Linked DNA regions of Zea mays: regions 2 and 3 are each linked to region 1. A link is a contact called in public Hi-C data. All regions are on one chromosome and are shown on one strand. The core of a region is the stretch at or near the end of the contact, and the rest is flanking DNA. Distances in the headings are between cores, read along the strand shown.

Evidence for each region. Hi-C and Micro-C count contacts between places; a contact is called where the count stands out from the background.
Region 2: a Hi-C map of bundle sheath shows a contact between it and region 1, with 3 times the contacts expected there. The contact joins the promoter of LOC100382598 here to the promoter of LOC103630348 in region 1. A contact is called at or near these places in 3 of 25 Hi-C or Micro-C datasets (bundle sheath and leaf).
Region 3: a Hi-C map of bundle sheath shows a contact between it and region 1, with 3 times the contacts expected there. The contact joins the promoter of LOC606484 here to the promoter of LOC103630348 in region 1. A contact is called at or near these places in 2 of 25 Hi-C or Micro-C datasets (bundle sheath and leaf).

Annotation. Positions count from the first base shown.
Region 1 is chr6:157,209,162-157,213,390 of Zm-B73-REFERENCE-NAM-5.0, reverse strand. It overlaps LOC103630348 (gibberellin receptor GID1-like), which reads right to left and starts at 2,415. Exons shown (of 2, transcript NM_001322979.1): 1 at 2,025-2,415; 2 at 1-1,507. The coding sequence starts at 2,063. The coding sequence ends at 491.
Region 2 is chr6:157,506,558-157,510,786 of Zm-B73-REFERENCE-NAM-5.0, reverse strand. LOC100382598 reads left to right here and starts at 2,388. Exons shown (of 2, transcript NM_001175328.1): 1 at 2,388-2,583; 2 at 3,798-4,229. The coding sequence starts at 3,827.
Region 3 is chr6:157,471,570-157,475,798 of Zm-B73-REFERENCE-NAM-5.0, reverse strand. LOC606484 (deoxy xylulose synthase 1) reads left to right here and starts at 1,843. Exons shown (of 8, transcript NM_001164333.1): 1 at 1,843-1,968; 2 at 2,051-2,350; 3 at 2,496-2,918; 4 at 3,828-4,101; 5 at 4,225-4,229. The coding sequence starts at 1,843.

The sequences.
Region 1 (4,229 bases), core at 1,166-3,665:
TGCATCTAGCCTAGTAGTAGTAGTACTAGATTGGAAACATGTTCCACGACGGCATTGGGTAGATAGATAGATAGACAGACAGTACGATTCATCATAGAATGAAAGGCAGGCACCATCCCATCCGATCCATAAAAAGATGAGAAATACTACTACATCAGACACAGCAACAAAAAAAAGGCCGTCCACCTCCTTGTTGGTCCATCAGTCCACCACTGTACACAGAATGTTAGATGATTGACGGCGAAATTATAGGCTTCCCTCCATCAACCACGACGCAGATCATCAAGCAGCTTTGTGATCAGCAACCCGACGACGAAACCAAAAAAAAAAAAGAGTCACTGTGGTTTCTTTCCTAGATAGAGAGTTTTATCAGCAGCAAAGCCCACCACCACCACCCCAAGCAGCAGCAGATGCAGATCGGTACAACTATAAAGTCAAGCTTACCACCCATCTTCTTGCTATAACATGTGAAGTTTGTGTGCATGTGCTGCTAGAGGTTAGCCGCGAGGAAGTCGCCGATCTCCTCCATGACCTCGTGGTAGTGGTCCGTGTTGGACAGCAGGTAGAAACCCACGGTGGCCTTCTCACGGTACACGACCTTCACATGGTGGCCGTCTTGCTGGAGGCCCTCGGCGTACGCCAGCTGCCGATCGCAGGTGAGGTCCAGGCCCGACACGATGATGAGGCTCTTGGTGAAGGGGAGCCCCCTGAGCCGCCGCCCGTTCGGCCCGAACGGGTTGCACGCCGGATGGTCCCGGTCGGCGTCCTCGGGCAGGTACGCCTTCCAGTACCAGTCCCTGTCCTGGAGCGTGACGAAGTACTTGCCGTCCAGCCGCCGCTCCGACTCGGTGCGCTCGGTGCCGCCGAACATGGCGTTCAGCAGGATGTTGCCGCATATGTTGATCCCGGCGTCGGCGGCGCGGACGGCCACGTGGTGGGCGATGTTGCCGCCCGAGCTGTCGCCCGACAGGAACACGCGGGGCCGCCCGTCCCCGCCGCTGCGGAGGAAGGGCTGCGACGTGGCCCACTTCAGCGCGGCCCAGCCGTCGTCGTAGGCGCACGGGTACCGGTGCTCGGGGGCGCGCCGGTAGTTCACGGACACCACCACGCCCTTGCTCAGCTTCACGAACCGCCGGCACAGGTTGTCGTAGATGGCCGTGCCGGAGGACGAGTGGGCGAAGCTGCCGCCGTGGAAGAAGAGGATCACCGGGAACGGGTCCGGAGACGGCCCGCCGCCGAGGAAGTCAAGGATGGGCAGGGTGACCGCGGCCGCGCCCGCGCCGCCGTTGTTAGTGGCGGCGCGGTAGATGCGGACCTCCAGGCCAGTGGACGTGTCGATGACGTGGTCGGACGAGGAGACCCCCTCCTGGGCCCGTGCGTCGGGCGGCACCCGGCGGTCGAGGAACTCGGCGAGGTCGCGGTCGAAGGTGCCGTCGGCCCGCCGGAGCATGTTGTACGCCAACTTGAAGTTGGAGATGAGCACCCATGTGTGGATCGGCACCGCACCCTGTACAACAAGAAGGAAACCAACATCAACAACAGTTTCAGCCCACCCCCCTCCTATTCCTTTTGCAGTTTCCTGGCATGGGTGAGAACGGCAACGAGAGCTGCGATCTTTGGCCTCCTCTTGCCAGAAAAGATGGAAGCTTTGGTCGCTACCGTCTTGTTAGGCAGCCATTTCCGTGGGCATCCATCGCCACTCCCTCCCAAACTCCCAAAACAACGGGGGCAAGCGAGAAGAGGATAAAATTGGGGGTTGAGCCCAAAGGGGAAAGGAAGGCAGCGATTGACCGGGAAATCGCCGGCCAGCGCTGGCCCCCAATCCACCGTCCACCCAATCATAAAGCGGCGGCACAAATCGGGAGCCGCAGCCCTGGCGCACCCCTACAGAAGAACGCTCCCCCAAACGCGTAACCGAGGCGGGAGCCGGACGCAAGGACGGCGGAGCACATGCCCGCGCCAAACTAGTATATCAGTACAAGAAGGAAGCCCAAGGAAGGAAGCAACGGCAGCATCGCGCGCACCTTGCACTCGTTGCGGTTGACCTCGTCGCTGCCGGCCATGGCGGTGGGCGGGCGCCGCTTGCAAGCGCAAGATCTCTCCCCCGGGCAACAAAGCCTGGCTTTGCTCACGGCATGGGCCCCGGAGGACCGGCCACGCCAAGTGATCCCGCTGAACCGAGCTCGGCTCGAGCGCCGCGCCCTCCCGCGTCCCCGATCTCCTCGGGGCAAAGCCCCCTTCTCCTCCGCTCCAATACAAATCCCTGACGCCACCAACCTCTGGGCTCGACGAGCCAAGAAGGGGAACGAGCACCAGGCTGGCGCGCGCGGGCGGCAGAACGAGGAGAAGAGGCGAGGCGAGGCGGGCGCTGGAGCAGAAGCGCTGTAGGCTGTGGTGTGTGAGGCGGGGGCACAGGGGGCGAGGGAGAGATGGAGGGCAACAGGAAGGAGGGGAGGGGGGGTAATAGCGGGGGCGGGCGGAGGCGGACGGACGGACGGAGGAGACGACAAAACCGGCCGGCTCAAAAAGTAAAACCCGCGGGGGATGCGGGGCCCACACGCGCCCACTTCTCTCCCTACCCAAGCTGCCAATATTTTTCTCTCCCTCTCACTGATCAACTCCTCCTTCCTTTCTCTCTCTTCGCCTGGCTTTTGTTTGTTTATTTCTTTCTTTTTGAGGGTTTCGCGAGAAGGTTTGGATGGATCTGCCGAGCCGAGGCGCCCGACGACGACGAATCGACCCCCCCCCCCCCCCCCCCCCTTGCGTGGCGCCGCCCTTTGGGACGAAAGTTGCCCCTTGTGCTTTTCGTGCTCGCTTGCCTTTTGTCCTGCGTCGTGGTCGTCGTGGCCTGGAGCCCTGGACATGGGGTTACGATACAACATTCAGAAGAAATGACATGACATAGCACGAATTTGGGCAACATAAGTGAATCAGGCTCCGTTGCCAGACAGAAGTGAATTTGGGCAACCGCAGTATCCGTTGGAAATTTCAGTTATAGATTTCGATCCCTGACTCAAGCTTACAATATTCTGCTGTGGCCAGACAGACAGACAAGCAACCGCGCCGCGCGACCTGACCACGATGGCACACCTGACAAGTGTCTATACCGTTACCCTCTCCCGTCCTTGACAACCAGGCTGGTGTGAGTCCCGCGGTGAGATGTCGTGTGTCACCAAGTTCTGCCTCATGATCTCCCCACCTCTGTGAATCAGGCGTCGAGCCAGTATCTTAATTTGGTAGCAAAACTCGATCCGACTCCAAGCAAAGAAACGCCAAATCCTTAAACACCAATCCATGCATGCAAATGTGTTTCTTCAGCTGAGAAGTATGCAACACTAGATGAATTGTCACACCACTCGATTTTAAAGTACAAAACCAGGTGATACATTCTTATACATGCAAATAACTTCATTAATGGTGACCAAACGCAGCATATAAAAAGTATGATTACTACATCTCATAAAAACATCATAATCTTCGTCTTTAGAATCACGGGAACTGTCAGTGGGGCGAGAGAGAATGGGGATGTGCTGGTGAAGATTTGAGAAGAAGTAGACTAAGATTGCCTTGTGCATAAAAATTTTATTGACTCTAATTCGCTCTCTTCGAACGCTTGTTTCGATCTTTCATACGTGTTCTTCCATTGTTGTGCTATTCATAAGAATGCAGTCCACGAAGATCAATACACTCCGGTGGAGCAGCGCTACAAAAATATTGTTCACCAAGCTCTAAAATATAGCCAAAGCGTTTGTAAAGTCCAAACAACATCACCATGGCCTCGTAGAAACCTTGATGTGTGCAAAAGTCAGCCTTGTATTCAACCCCCCCCCCCCCCCCCCCCCCTCTGCCACAACTTGAAGTGCACAGGCACTGTAGCTCATCTGACACTCCATCTGCCATGACAATATTATTCCACTGCTCCCTCCCTATCTCTCTTATGCTTCTCTTCTAAGTTCTTGTACACTGTAATACTCGGTTTGTACAATTTTTTTCTCTTATAGTAATAAAATATTTTTCGTGATGTAGAGGTTTTCCCTACAGCCTTTTCCTGTAAAATAATTATTCCATTGCACACAAGAAGAAATGCCACCCGCTCTCTTCAGACCCTGCAACTTGGGTACTGTTGTCGGTACACACTCATGTATCTGAACCTTAACTACCTCTAAAGCAGTCCGATGTCCCTGATATGTAATCCGCATAACTTTTGTTTTATAGTCCACCCCTGGACT
Region 2 (4,229 bases), core at 1,139-3,638, 300 kb before region 1:
ACAAATCCTTGTGTCTCACTTCTTATTCGCTCACGATTTGTCTTGCGCCCTCTCTCTCGGACTCGTTTCTATTTCTAACGCTAACGCGACTTGTAGTTGTGCTTAAGTTGTTAAATTTCAGATTCGCCCTATTCACCCCCCTCTAGGCGACTTTCAGTATATTTAGGAGTATTTACATGAAGGGATAAAATAATAAATAACAAATAAAAGTAACTTTGTATTTTCATGCTAGATATTTTGGAGTGTTGCATGTTGGGTGCAAAATTTCAAATCGGAGTTCTAGAATTGATACTTGAAAATAAAATGAAATAGAGAAAAGAAAATGGAAAAAAAGAAAAGAAAAAGATAAGGATAAAAAGAAAACACCGTTTGGGCCCAATTCTCCAGCATGACCTCTCACCCTTGCCTCATCCCAATCTCACAGCCTCCGCGGCCCAACTTCATTAGACGCACGCTCAACACCCTAGCCGTTGCTGGGTGGGTCCCTGCCAATCGGCCTTTGAAAGTCGCCTAGAGGGGGTGAATAGGCGAAACCAAAAAAATATAAACTTTGAACACAAACTTTACCCAATGTTAGGATTAGAAATGAGTAATAATGAAATCGAAGTGCGGAAGATAGATCTTCTTGCTATGAGTTGCTCAATCAATGCAGATGACTTTGGGGGCACTCAAAGAAATTGTAAGCAAGATAACTTCGAGAGAGAGAGAGAGAGAGAGAGTAGAGGAAGAATCAAATCATAAGGTAATGATCAACACAAATGAATACAACGATTTGTTTCCTGAGGTCCAGTTCCATAGAACCTACTCCCTGTTGAGCATGCCACGTAGGCCGGGTCTCTTTCAACCCATTCCCTCTCTCAAACGACCACTTAGATCGGTTGAGTGCTTCTCCTTAATCTCGAGGATCACTTAGACCCATGAGAATCACCACACACTTAGGTGTCTCTTGCTAGTTTTACAAGTTACTTGAGAGTTTAGAAGGAGATGAAGAAAATACGATTTAAAAGCCAAGCAACAAGAGCAACAAGAAAAATACCACACTCTCAAGTCACTAATCACTAATGATCATTAGATGCAATTATGACATGTGGAGAGGTTTGGAAGCTTTGAATGAAGTGTTTGCTCTTGTATTGAATGTGAGTGAATGGGATGCTTGGATGAATTGAATGGAGCACTCCTCACTTAGCTGATCGCTGCCCTTTCTCTAGTTCTCCTCCTCACGACCTCAGATTGCTCCCAAGTCCCATTTCACATGGATGCACAAGCGCAGGCCCGACTACCGCCCTATAGTGTCCCTCTTCGTGTTGCCATTAGTGCTCTCCGGCGCCCCTCCACCAACCAACACGAAACCAGAACCTAAGAAGGAGCCGCCGCCAACCTACATGAGGGAGCCATGGCCCCTTTGATGAGGAGACACCTCACCATCCATCTCGCCTTAAGAAATTTGCAATTATACCACTCCCGAGATTGCACTTTGCTGTTTTGGCACTCTAAACAGCTTCATCGCCAAAATGGCATTGCCAACATTTGCTAGTGGACAAAACAGCACTCCCGTGTGTTTAAGATTTAAACGAGTTAGATGTTGTTGGAAGGACAGAATTGCCCCTACCATATCCCTCTCCCTCTTGCTCTAAGTCTTAAACACACATGACGAGTGTTGAAAAAATCCTGAGAGAACCTACCATCATTATAGTCCTTTTTCCTGTTGAGGAATCGGTCGGGGAACTTGAACTAGCGGGGTTGCCAACCAGGATCACGAGGTGCTCAAGCTCATCCGAGGATAGCTCACTAGCCCTGCACAAAAATGTAATCAACAAAGCTGAATGATCCAATTGTAACAGCTAATCAAGAACCCATCACCGCTTGTACAATCCAAAAGATGTGACCTCCCTCGGCACCACCAAACTCATCAAGAACCATCGGCAAGTCGTACTGCTAATCACCGACAACACCCCTTGCACCTTGTCCTCATCCCACTACATGATACAATCGTAAAAGCCAATCAAGAAAGCATTGTTTTTCACGTTGACGTTGGCCTTCCTTTAGACGATGTTGGAGAAGCGACGGTAAACACCCTTGATGAAGGTGACGGTGAACATGATCTTCTTGCCATCCACGTTGGTGTTGAGCAGGCACAAATGTGTTGGAAGTCCTCCCCAATGATTAGCGACCGCAAAACCAACACCAACAACTCGTCAGACCAACCGGTAACCCGTGATGACTCATTGGGTCCGTGGAGAACGATAGGGCGAATCTCTTAGCATGGCAACAACGTTAGCAATGCCATTTTAGCAATGAAGGTGTTCGGAGCGCCAAAATCGCAAGTGCAATCTCGGGAGTGCTATAATTGTAAATTTCTCTCCCGCCTCTGGTCTCGCCCGCCCGCCCGACCGACCGCTGTCTCGCTCGCCTCGTCTCGTCTCGTCTCGCTTCGTCTCCGTTTCCTCCGCACACCACCACAGCCGCGTCAAGCCGTCAACCAACCAAACCCTAGAAGGCTCTCGCCCCCGTCCCCAATCCTTCGCCGCTCCCCGATCCTCGCCGCCCGCAGGCCAAAACCCCACGCCTCTCCCTCGACGCCGGGTAAGCTCCTCCTCTCCCCGCCCCTTCCGCTCTCTGTCTCTCCTCCCCTCCCTCTCTGATCTCTCTCTGGTTCGATTCGATTCGGGCGTGGAGTCCGGTCACTCCGGTGGCCTCATAGTTTGATCCGCCGAAGCACGGGAATGCCAACGCTCGCTATAGCGTGTGAGACGCTCGCCCGTGGAATTTCGACGGGCAACGGCCGCTCGGGCCTCAAGGGATCGCGTGATTGTGCGGTGTGGGTGACCGTGGAGGGCGTACCAGGTGCGCCTGGGCATGGAAGAACGCCCCACGTCGAGAATTTTCGGGAAATTCGATTGGGGCACAGGTGGCGGAGATTTGCAGGTGTCGTCTCGTTGTCAGGATGCTGGTAAAACTATGGAAGACTATGCTGTAGAGTTCCGTGAAAAGAGAAAATTTGGGTTCTTATCTAGTGCCTGATGATTTGGTCTTGGAATTCAAGGGATCGGGAATGCAAACCCAATTTTTCTGGAGGATAATAGACCCTAGATGCTCATTCAGCCAAAATTCTGGTTATAGTAGTTGTAAGTTGGTCTTCAAAAAATATACAATACCTTTAATATTCCTGTTTTGATTCGATAATCCGATGGCAAAGGGAAAATAGACGAATATACTCGGACCTAATCCTCATGAGTTAGAATCCTCTGATTCTGTAACGATTTTGTAATCTCTTGCTTTAGTTCTGTTGTTATGTGAGTAAGGTAGTTTTCTGTTGCTTGATTATTGGACATGGGAGATCAAAACAAGCACAATTTCTGTGCTGCAGAAAAGCAACTAAAATGAAACATCATTAATGGACACAGGTTGCATGTCAAATTGAAGCGGAGCCAAAGTTTGTCTGATTTAGTTCTTTTTGGCATGGGAGACCTGCGGTAGCTGTCATGCAGTGAGCAACGTGTCATTCATTTGTTATCAGGATGCCAGGTTCTTTTGCTGTTAATTAGCTGTAATATGGATAGTGCTGCATGGTGTGTTTCCTTAAACCAGATGTTTGAGTTGGTCTAGCTGTTTGGTATCCTTTTGTTAGGTTAGATATGTACTTTGCATTTATAGTTATCTTTTTACTTGGATATTGGTATTCTGTATTTGTTATGATTGGGCATTTGAACGTGTCTCATTTGACAAGAAGATAAGTACTTTACACATCTTATCTTAGAGTGTTAACCTTTTTTTTTCTTTTGCAAATTTCTTCACAGGTATATCCAGTGTAATCACTTTGTCAGAAATGCCTTCTGCATCCAAGTCCAAGTCAAAAGATAGATCAGCTGCAAAAGTTGCAAAAGAGCAACCCAAGGTTTCTGCAAAGCCACTGGGAAATGGTACGCTTGCAAGTTCTTATAACAACCTCTCTGGAAAGTTCCATGTTCTGGAACCATCAGCTTCTTTGTTGGGTAGCCAAGGCATCAATAAATTCAGGAATACCGATGAGATAGATGAACATTCTCGCAGCTCCCATGGTACAGGGGATTTCGATTGTGCCTCCAACAACGGTAGCTGCTCTGACGAGTCAGAAGATCCAAAGGAAAAACCAACTAGTAGTGTGTCTCGAGTAGAGTCTGTTCCTGGATGTGATATTGATAAACGAGAGAAAATCAGACAGAAAAATGAGAAGAAGCATCAAAGACAGA
Region 3 (4,229 bases), core at 594-3,093, 260 kb before region 1:
AACTCTATCTACCCATAGAGCCATAGAAGAATAGACTCATAGAGCAAAAAAACCTTGATCGGTGGGGGTAAGACAATCCTTGGGTATAGGATTAAGAAGAAGATCTTCCCACACAAGTCGAGAAAATCCCAAACCCCTGTCATACCCATACACAGTGGCACTGTAGCCCATGTGAGAACGACACCAACATGGAATTCTCTCCCGTAGGGAGTCAAACTTATGACCTGACGAGTGCTACTCAGACCACCTAACTAGTTGCTAGAGGCCCTTTCACAGAACCATGGAGCAAGATATGCACCCTGTTGAAAAGATGGAGGTATGGACACTTGGCATCATCATTTGTAGGTGCCCGAGTTCTAGAAGAACATGATGTTGCAGTAGGAGTTAACTTAATAATGAAATTTAAAATTAAATGCACCTTCATGTCTTTAAATCAAACATAAAAGAGAGAAGAGGGTAAAAAAGTGTAACATCTTTATCTAAAAAATAACTTGTAACAGAAGTGGCTTGCATATTGACGGAACTAAAGGTGGATGTCAGCGGTGGCAAAGTGAAGATTATCAAGAAAAAAGGAGATTAGCATCAAGAATGTAGTAAATACAAAGATGATATATATAGTTGCATGACATTTCACTTGTCCTTACCATAAATAGTGCTTGAGTTGTGATAGTGTGTGATGTTGCATAAGGAAATTGGGTCTTTTTGTTGTATTTGGGTCGAGTGAAGGGGGATCAAACATGTATGGGAGCAAAAATTGAAATAAGCTTAAACAAGATTACTTATAAACTAGAGTGTTTGTTGATCATTTTAATAAATTATATTATAGAAGTTGAATCAGACATGTCAAGCGGCATCAGAGGCAGCAAGCTCCTATGTTTGCTTGACCAGCATGTAGCAATCCAAGCTACTAATTTTAAGTGTTTTGTGGTTAGAACTTGTTGCCTAGCAGCTATTTTCCTTCTAGGGCAGCAACCAAACATGTCCTAAGTGCATGTGGAGTTGTTATTACAAATTACTCAATGTGGCGATGTGCAAATTTACAAAGGTATTCTTTTGGGCAATCAGGCTTGGGTAAATCCTCAGGGCTTGTTCGATTAGTGATAGATTAAAAGAGATTAGAGATGATTAAATCTCTTGCTAGTCAAAAATTGAATAGAGAGAGATTTACTTCTATCCACCAGCAACCGAACATGGTCTAAAAGGGTATATAATTATGGGAGCCGTAGATGTAGGTACGGGGACAAAAGTCCTTTCTCTATGCACTTTTGTGCAGCTCCTACCTCACTTCTCCACAATTGATATTTGTTTGATTTGTATCTTATCCCATATTATCCTCTCGGGATACTTGGTCGAGCTGGCCCAATGGGGTGCGACATTGGTAGGACACCCATTGCTCTCACTCGCTCCCGCCGGTTGCTCGACCCGGGAGGACGAGGGGGGGGGGGGGGGGGGGGGGGGGGGGGGGGGGGGGCAGGGCAGGGGCACCTTGGTCCTTGGGCACAGGCGAATGAATTCCAGCCACACGCGCGGCCATGGCCTTCCCCACCTACGTGGTCATCCACACTCCCCTCGGCATCCCGCATCCCCTCGTCCCCGGACCCGCCGCACTACTGCTATAGGCGCATCCCCGGCGCCTTCGCACACTCTCTCCCCGGCCACTTCCCAAATCCGCCCGCCATTCATGCACCCTTCTGTGCACTGTCAGCGCCACCATTAGCTCGCAGCTCAAGCTCGCCACTACCATTTTGGTCGGTTCTTGAGGAAATCGATCGAACCGTTGGAGTGCCACCACTGGCAGAGGCTGTTGCATTCTTGAGTTGAGCAGGAAGAGGAGAGGAAGCAATGGCTCTGTCGACGTTCTCTGTCCCAAGGGGATTCCTCGGTGTGCCGGCTCAGGACTCCCATTTCGCTTCGGCGGTCGAGCTCCATGTCAACAAGCTGCTCCAGGCCAGGCCTATCAATCTCAAGGTAAGCTTCCTCTGCCAGTTGTACGCAAGCTAAATTTTCTCAGTTCCGTTCCGGTTAGTTTGATGGCCAATGCTGCGTGCAGCCTCGGCGGAGGCCGGCATGCGTGTCGGCGTCGCTGTCGTCGGAGCGCGAGGCGGAGTACTACTCGCAGAGGCCGCCCACGCCGCTGCTGGACACCATCAACTACCCCGTCCACATGAAGAACCTGTCTGTGAAGGAGCTGCGGCAGCTGGCCGACGAGCTCCGGTCCGACGTCATCTTCCACGTCTCCAAGACCGGCGGCCACCTCGGGTCCAGCCTCGGCGTGGTGGAGCTCACCGTCGCGCTGCACTACGTCTTCAACGCGCCGCAGGACCGCATCCTCTGGGACGTCGGCCACCAGGTACGCTGATGCGGCATGGGCCGCGCGCGCGGCATGGCTCTGGGTAACGTGCGCTCCATGTGAGCGTGCCGGGCAGGTCGCGGACAGGCTAGCTAATTAACCACCCCGGACCCGGGTTTTGTTTGTCTGATTCGCGCGCATGCAGTCGTACCCGCACAAGATCCTGACGGGGCGGCGCGACAAGATGCCGACGATGCGGCAGACCAACGGCCTGGCGGGCTTCACCAAGCGCGCCGAGAGCGAGTACGACAGCTTCGGCACGGGCCACAGCTCCACCACCATCTCCGCGGCGCTCGGGATGGCGGTGGGCCGGGACCTCAAGGGCGGCAAGAACAACGTGGTCGCGGTGATCGGCGACGGCGCCATGACGGCCGGGCAGGCGTACGAGGCCATGAACAACGCCGGGTACCTGGACTCCGACATGATCGTCATCCTCAACGACAACAAGCAGGTGTCCTTGCCCACGGCGACGCTCGACGGGCCGGTGCCGCCCGTGGGCGCGCTCAGCAGCGCCCTCAGCAAGCTGCAGTCAAGCAGGCCGCTCAGGGAGCTCAGGGAGGTGGCCAAGGTACGTCCGCACAAACCTTGGATGGGACGCTACATCACCCTCTTGACAGCCCGGCCGGTTAGGCAAGCGCCACGTAAGGGCTTGTTCGGTTATTCCCAATACACATGGATTGGATGAGATTGGAAAAAATTATGAAGAAGTTTGAGCTGTTTGGGATTCAAACCCATCCAATCCCGCTCAATCCACATGGATTGAGAGCTAACCGAACAAGCCCTAACACGTCAAATTTCCAGACTGTCCTCGTTCTCACGGAAGCGCGTAGATTTTCTGGAATCTTGATTAGTAGTAATTCCTATAGTTGCACATATTTTTTTATCAAATCATTAAGATAAATAAATAACCTTGCCTTTGGAATTAAATGGAAAACTGTCAACAGTCATCGGGCAGCAGCAGACGTACATGACGCGAGCTATGGAGCTTCTTGAATCTACTGCACGAAAGCGTCTGAATGAAACTTGTTTAGTCTTAGCGAACATGCCAAAATAGGCTGCGTCAGATGCAGAGTGACGTGCACTAATCTGCTTCTAGGGGGCATGCATGGACACATGTTCACCAGAAAGGCCGATGACGAAGCGTATACGAGCTAGCATTCTAGCAACAGTCCGTAGATTCGAGTAATGCCCACTACTAGGCAAACTTTGTATAAACAAAGCTACTCAAAGCATGGATGATGGATCTCAGGTCGCAGCAAGTTGACTCTAGAAATAGTTTATCATGCTACTCGAGCTGTATCCAAGTTTGACTGACATTGGTTCATCTTCTACTGGACTGGTCATAATATTACCTGGGCTAGGTTTTGACCGGCCCATTCTTGTTGGGCCGACAAGGATTGTGGAAGGAATGGGCGGCCCAGGTTTGCAGCTCTGAGTCTCTGACCGATCGCTGGCGTGCGTGCTTGTGCTTGTGCAGGGAGTGACGAAGCAGATCGGTGGCTCAGTGCACGAGCTGGCGGCGAAGGTGGACGAGTACGCCCGCGGCATGATCAGCGGGCCCGGCTCCTCGCTCTTCGAGGAGCTCGGTCTCTACTACATCGGCCCCGTCGACGGCCACAACATCGACGACCTCATCACCATCCTCAACGACGTCAAGAGCACCAAGACCACCGGCCCCGTCCTCATCCACGTCGTCACCGAGAAGGGCCGCGGCTACCCCTACGCCGAGCGAGCCGCCGACAAGTACCACGGTACAACGCACCACATGAGCTAGCATATGTGCCACTGTTTGCCTGTTGCACAGCACAGATCGTACCCCGACCGGAATCTGTGCGTCATCTTGGCTCTGTTGTTTGATGCGTGCGTGCGTGCAGGTGTC